2 separate regions of the Sus scrofa genome follow, and region 2 is linked to region 1. Evidence: chromatin contacts called from public promoter capture Hi-C data. All regions are on one chromosome and are shown on one strand. The core of a region is the stretch at or near the end of the contact, and the rest is flanking DNA. Distances in the headings are between cores, read along the strand shown.

What was found. Promoter capture Hi-C pulls out the DNA fragments that hold promoters and counts their contacts.
Region 2: a promoter capture Hi-C map of fetal skeletal muscle shows a contact between it and region 1, with 5 times the contacts expected there. The contact joins the promoter of MATR3 here to the promoter of LRRTM2 in region 1. A contact is called at or near these places in 1 of 5 promoter capture datasets (fetal skeletal muscle) and 1 of 47 Hi-C or Micro-C datasets (fetal skeletal muscle).

What each region holds. Positions count from the first base shown.
Region 1 is chr2:140,808,275-140,811,585 of Sscrofa11.1, reverse strand. It overlaps LRRTM2 (leucine-rich repeat transmembrane neuronal protein 2), which reads left to right and starts at 1,573. Exons shown (of 2, transcript XM_005661706.3): 1 at 1,573-2,515; 2 at 2,867-3,311. The coding sequence starts at 2,512. All of the region lies in intron 7 of CTNNA1 (catenin alpha-1), which reads right to left.
Region 2 is chr2:141,177,683-141,180,993 of Sscrofa11.1, reverse strand. MATR3 (matrin-3) reads right to left here and starts at 1,479. Exons shown (of 17, transcript XM_021084863.1): 1 at 1,369-1,479; 2 at 118-155.

The DNA of each region.
Region 1 (3,311 bases), core at 324-2,823:
CTTTTCCTTTTCGAAAAATTTAAAGTGACCCCCCTGACCAGAGTCCCCTGTTGGAAGTTTTGGGAGAGAGTTCCTAGAGAAGAGTCACCCTGAAGCCTGGGGTCACAGACCCTGCAAGGCTCTGACTAAACCTCCTCCACAGAAAAATGCACAGGAGCACGTACCACGTGCTCTTTAGATTCCACCAGACCTAGGAATAGTCCTGTTGTCTCTTCTGCCCCTTGACACATCCCAGGCATCTTCCTCAATAAAATACTTAAGACTTCTAATCCCATCTTGGACTCTGCTTCTCAGAGGAGCCAAACTACACACGTGCAGTTGCCGCCCTTTCCGCAGAGGCCTGAGGAAGGCACCTTGGAGTCTTCCGGCCCTCACTCTGGTCCGCACCCCACGCGGAAACCACATCCCTCGCGGACAATGACGTCTCAGACTTGCCTGTTGGGACAGAGGCCCTGGAAGCCGAGAGGCTGATGATCTGGTTTCACAGACACCATGGGCACTTCTCAGGCTTCTGCCTTCAGGTCTAAGACCTGCTGAGGACAAGTGCCAGTGGTCGGGGAGAAGTGGCATGGGAGGCCAAATCAGTAAGGTCAGGTGTGTAGAAGGCCTTACCTTTGTCAGGCCTGAATGAAAACACGACCCTGACTCACACTAGAAATATTTTCTTTCCTTATCTTTACAGCTGTACCTGTGGCACAGGGAAGTTCCCAGGTTAGGGGTCAAATCGGACCTATAGCTGCCGGCCTACGCCACAGCCATAGCCACGCCAGATCCGAACTGCATCTGTGACCCACACCACAATTTGCAGCAATGCCAGATCCTTAATGCACTGAGCGAGGCCAGGGATGGAACTCGCATACTCACTTATACTCTGTTGGGTTCTTAACTCACTGAGCCAAAATGGGAACTCCCATAAATATTTCTAATGTTTATACCATAAACATGGAGGTGTATATTCATAATCGAACTCTGTAAAGTGATACCATTCAACAGGGGGAAGATGGTATATGGTCAAGTAAGAACAGCCAAAGCGAAAATTCTATTCCAAAACTTGAGTGACTTTTTATATTCCCAAGAGCGATTACAACAACAGTGACTCTGAGACTCAAAGTCAGTTCTTAAGTGTGCCAGGAGGCGCTATTAAGTGTGCAAATGCTCTATTGTTTGAAGGCCACAATGCCTCAAGCCCAGCATCAGTTGAGCCTTTTAGCTGAAGAGTAGGTGAAATTCTGAGTAAATACAAGGGATCGTGTCAGAAGCCGGCCATGCTATATCACTTGTGCTGAAGCCTTTCTGTTCACTGCCAATACTTAGGGCATGCAATGTTAAATGACTCTCTATCCTCTTCTCCTACAAAGACATCCAAGGATCCAATCAGCAATATTTCTCAGTTGACACTGTGATCACACTACTATAAAACAGGACAGAGAAGGAGGTTTTCTCCTTAATTAGCTTTCTCCTGAAATTCTCAAAGGGCATAATACCCAAACACTTTGTTTTCCAACATGTTTTCCCCTTTATTCTTGGTTTATGATGTTCAACTCTTAATGACAAAGAAGTCAAGCCCACTTAAGCTGGTTTACCAACACATCTGAAGCAAATCACAGTCATACTTCTATTCTAACCAAGCATGGCAACAAGGTGATTGAACAGCTTTCCAAAACTACCAGAGCAGCAGGCACTTGCACAGGCTGCTGTGAGATCAGCACTTCATAAATCGTGCAGGCTCCCGGCCATTTAGATGATCTCTCTATGCAGAATCGGCAGTCTAACACTGGCTCTCCCAAGCATTAAAAAATCATCACTCTGCTAACCCAACTCACTGTTCAGACGGGTCTTCTTGAATGCAGCCTTTATTACAACCTCACTGCTGCCTCCTACACTGAAGGAATACCATGTTTTTAAGTCAGGAGTTCTTCTTTCTCGCTTTATTATAATCAGGGGGTCTTGCAGCGACCCCGACGCTGTTACAAAGCACAGTGCTTTATAACAGTAAAGCTTCTGGAAAACCCAAACAAAAGACACGTCACCCGGTGACGTCAGCCTATATACAGTTCTGTGTGGTCGCAGCACATAAGCAAATCCATTCTTGTGCCGTTTCTCGGAAAAGCTTTTCAGTAAATGCACTCATGCTGCTCCAGGAGCTCTTCTCTGCAACAAGCCGCCCATCTGCCATCAACAAGTTAAGACCGGGAGAACTAAGGGCTGCGGAAAGGACAGCCTGAAGCTTTGATGGACCAGCTGAGCAGTCCGAGGAGGACGAGATTAATACCTTACATTCAAAACTGACTGAGGGATCAGAGTGGTCGCCGAAAATGAAACCAATGCTCTCGAGAGGAATCTCCTAAGGAAAAAACAACTCAGGCTGGCGGCTTCAATTTCACTCGGAAAGCCTGGGACACAGCACACAGGAAACTGGTCAAAGGCTCCTGCATGTTAGAGCCTTTTACAGACTCACTGCGTTGAGTCTGACAACCGCGACTGAATGCAGCCTCCAATGTGCTCAGAAGAATGGGTAAGTCCGTGTATTTATGTGTCTCGTACAGTCAGCAAGGGATCAGGCTTCTAAAATAAGCCACTGAATTCACATTCTGAGGGAAATCACGGCCACATTTTTGGATTTTGAGGTTTAGGTAGAAGCATATATTGCTGATGACAGGACACGTTTTATCTTCCTTCTAAATGGTTTAAGTTTTGTTCTAGTCAAACGAACAAGGTTAGTTCTTCTGGAGCGAAGGAAAAATAGGTTATATGTGGTGAAATCTTTTGCCATCATGGTCTGTTGCTATTGCTGTTGTGTTAATAGCCCATACGTTCTGCTGAAAAATATCCTGTCTTCTTGTTTTCCTTAAATTGTATTCTGCAGGCTTACATTTCAAGTGGCCATTAGGGGCCCCTATGCTGGCAGCAATATATGCAATGAGTATGGTTTTAAAAATGTTGCCTGCCCTGGGTATGGCGTGTCCACCCAAATGCCGCTGTGAGAAGCTGCTCTTCTACTGCGACTCTCAGGGCTTCCACTCAGTGCCAAACACCACAGACAAGGGCTCTCTGGGCCTGTCCCTGAGGCACAATCACATCACAGAGCTCGAAAGGGATCAATTTGCCAGCTTCAGTCAACTCACCTGGCTCCACTTAGACCACAATCAAATATCAACAGTGAAAGAAGATGCTTTTCAAGGACTCTATAAACTTAAGGAATTAATCTTAAGTTCCAACAAAATATTTTATTTGCCAAACACAACTTTTACCCAACTGATTAACCTGCACAATTTGGACCTGTCTTTTAATCAGCTGTCATCTCTGCACCC
Region 2 (3,311 bases), core at 230-2,729, 370 kb before region 1:
TGCCAACCAGCTATGGGCTGCTGTTCTCCCAGCAGTGTAACACTTGCCTAGATACACGGTAACCTAGGCAGCTGCCTACAGCTGGGGCCAAAGGTAGGTTAATGGGGTTGCACTCACCTGGGGCTGCATCTGCCCAAAGTCCACAGCTGGGCCCTCTGCAATCAAAGCACTCCAGGTTAGAGTCAGCCAAGTTCGTGAACTCTTGTGTGGCGTTCAAGACTCCTACCCTCAAAACCCCTTAACTTAGTGAGGCCTGAGCCCCAGAACAATCAGACAACAAAATAAATAGTTCTCTGGATCAGACCTATTTCATAGGTCATTTTCATTTGTATCTCACAGTAGTTCCACAGCAGCAAGTTAATAAGTATCAGGAAGCTTGGCTTTGTTGCTTAGCAGCCATGTGACAGTGGGCAAAAAACTCTCTGGACTTCAGTCTCCTTACTGATCGAATGGGGGTGTTGATAATAGTATATAGGGTGGTTGGGAGATTTAAATGGAATATAAACTAAGCCTATAGGAAAGCATCTCCTATAGACTCTGGGCAGTCAGTAACATTTGCTTTTACCGGCAGCTCCATCCCAGGCCAGGAGATGATAAATACTGGTAAGGAGAAGGGCAAGTTAATCCTGGGAAAGCCATGGGCAGTGAAAAATTGGAAAGGCTGGTTAAAACTAGATCGACAAGGGCCTCAATTACATGAACCATAAAAGCAACCTTTTAAAAAATAATTGGATGCAGTAATGGATGTGAAAGGAACTGGAGGCAGTTAGGTTGCCATTCCTGCCAACGATCCAAAGGACCGGTTTAAAACATTGACCAAAATGTTTGCAAAATTTTTAATAAACATTCCTACCCCCTCATCCTTATAATTTACCTTATTTATGTAAGGTGAGGTTATCTAAGACTATATTCCCAGCCATCCTCGAATTTCACTCCTAACCAGCTGCAAACAATTTAGAGAAAACGAAAAAGAGAGGAAGCTCCTCGTCCAAATCGAAAAACAAATCTAAAAATAGCCTGCCCCCTTTCCGGGCTCGGGTTGAAGGGTCTGACCGAGCTCCACCCGAGCACGTGTTCCTCACAAACCTTCCCAAGTCCCCCGGCCCTGGTGCTTCAGGAGCATCGAGACTGGCTCTACGGGAGTCCGAGACCGGCTCTAGCGGACTCTCCAGAGACCACAAGGATGGTAGGAAAGAGGGGGCGACTACGATCCCCCAGCGTCTCTTGAAGATACCCTCCAAATCTTGGGTCACGAGGGAACGAACCCCGGTTTGGTCGCGTGCCTCGGAAGAAGCCCCTCCACCGCAGCCTTTCGCCTTTGGCTAGTAAACCTCCAAGGTGAGCTGTCCCTACTTTGCCCTTACTCACCCTTGGTGTCGGGAGCTCGGCAGGGACACTCCGGCCCCGGCGGAGGCCGCAGGGGAAAGGGCAGCCGGGAGTCGGGAGAAGCCCCGCCCCGGGGCGGCTACGGGGCGGTTCTCGGTGGGCGGGGCTAAGAAAACCCGCCCAACAAGGGCGGGGTTAGGAAAATAGGGGGAGCTGTGGCAGAGGTGATCATACTTCCTAGGGGTTAGCACCCAGAAGAGAAAGGGTAGGTATCCAAACCATCGCTGTGTTGATGAGACACCCATCCCATCCATCCTTACGGATGGAAAGGGCCCTGGGTTTGAAGCTGCTAAAGAGAAAACCTGGCGTGTGGTAGTGAGGCGGTGCTTCCGGTCCGCCCCCACCGAGCTCGGCGGGTTCATCTCACACGTGTGGCGCCTTTCAGTTGCTGCAAGCTCAGCCCACGCTTTTTCCACCTCCCACACAGATCCTCCTTCGGGCTTTCTTCAGCAGTTCTGTCACCCGGCGAATGGATCGTCCACCCACACTGGTCACCTTGGTTTTGGGATCTTTCCAGGAGATTTATGTCCTTCACTCCTATAGCCTAACCTGCGGGACCACATCCTTAGCTGAGCTGCAACAGCCAAAGAAAACAGGCTCGCTCTTCCAAACTTCCTTTCACCGTGGCACACCCAGCCTAAGAGGCCACATCCTTGATCTGGACATATTGCTCACCAAGTTACCAGCATTTCTATTCGACACTAAACAACTAGTTCCCTTGCTGGTTGGAGTCAATATGATTCTGTCCTGCTGAACAGTTGGTGAAGCTGAAGAACAAGGGCTAGAGGAGCAAGACCCAGCAGCATTCCTAAATCCATTCCATAATTCTCCAAATTCCAAAGCCACTTCCCAGCCCCTCCCTAGCATCCTACTGGCTCTGCCCACATATTGCAGCTGACACATTTGTCAGACAAAACCCTGGGAGTTAACCAATGCCCTTGTCATCTGCCAACAATTTTTTTTAATTTTAAGATTTTTGTTTTTTCTATTATAGTTGATTTACAATGTTCTGTCAATTTCTGCTGCACAACGAAGTGACCCAGTCGTATATATATATTTTTTTTTCTCACATTATCCTCTGTCATGTTCCATCACAAGTGACTAGATATAGTTCCCTGTGCTATACAGCAGGATCTCATTGCTTATCCACTCCAAATGCAAATAGTTTGCATCTACTAACCCCAAACTCCCAGTCCATCCCACTCCCTCCCCCTCCCCCTTGGCCATCATCTTTTCTGTAGGTAGTTTTATTTGTGCCATATATTAGATTCCAGATATAAGTGATATCATACGGTATTTGTCTTTCTCTTTCTGACTTCACTCATTATGAGAGTCTATAGTTCCATTCATGTTGCTGCAAATGGCATTATTTTCTTCTTCTTCTTTTTTTTTTTTTTTCCTGTCTCTTTAGGGCTGCACCCATGGCATATGGAGGTTCCCAGCAAAGAGTTGAATCAGAGCTATGGCTCCCAGCCCATGCCAGAGCCACAGCAACGCCATATCCAAGCAGCATCTGCGACCTACACCACAGCTCATGGCAATGCTGGACCACTAACCCACCGAGCAAGGCCAGGGATTGAACCTGCAACCTCATGGTTCCTAGTCAGATTCATTTCCCCTGCGCCACACTGGGGACCCCTAGGTCCCAATGTTTTATTTTGTTATTTCTGTTGTCTTGGGAGACTGACCTAAGAAAACATTTGTATGGTTGATGTCAGAGAATGTTTTGCCTGTGTTCTCTTCCAGGAGTTTGATGGTGTCTTATGTTTAAGTCTTTAATCCATTTTGAGTTTATTTTTGTTCATGGTGTGAGGGTGTGTGCTAGTTTCATCGATTTACATGCAGCTGTCCAGTTTGCCAACATGTTTTATTATCTATTTCCTCAGGCATTTTATAACAGAAAAAAAACATGCTTCCTGTGCATC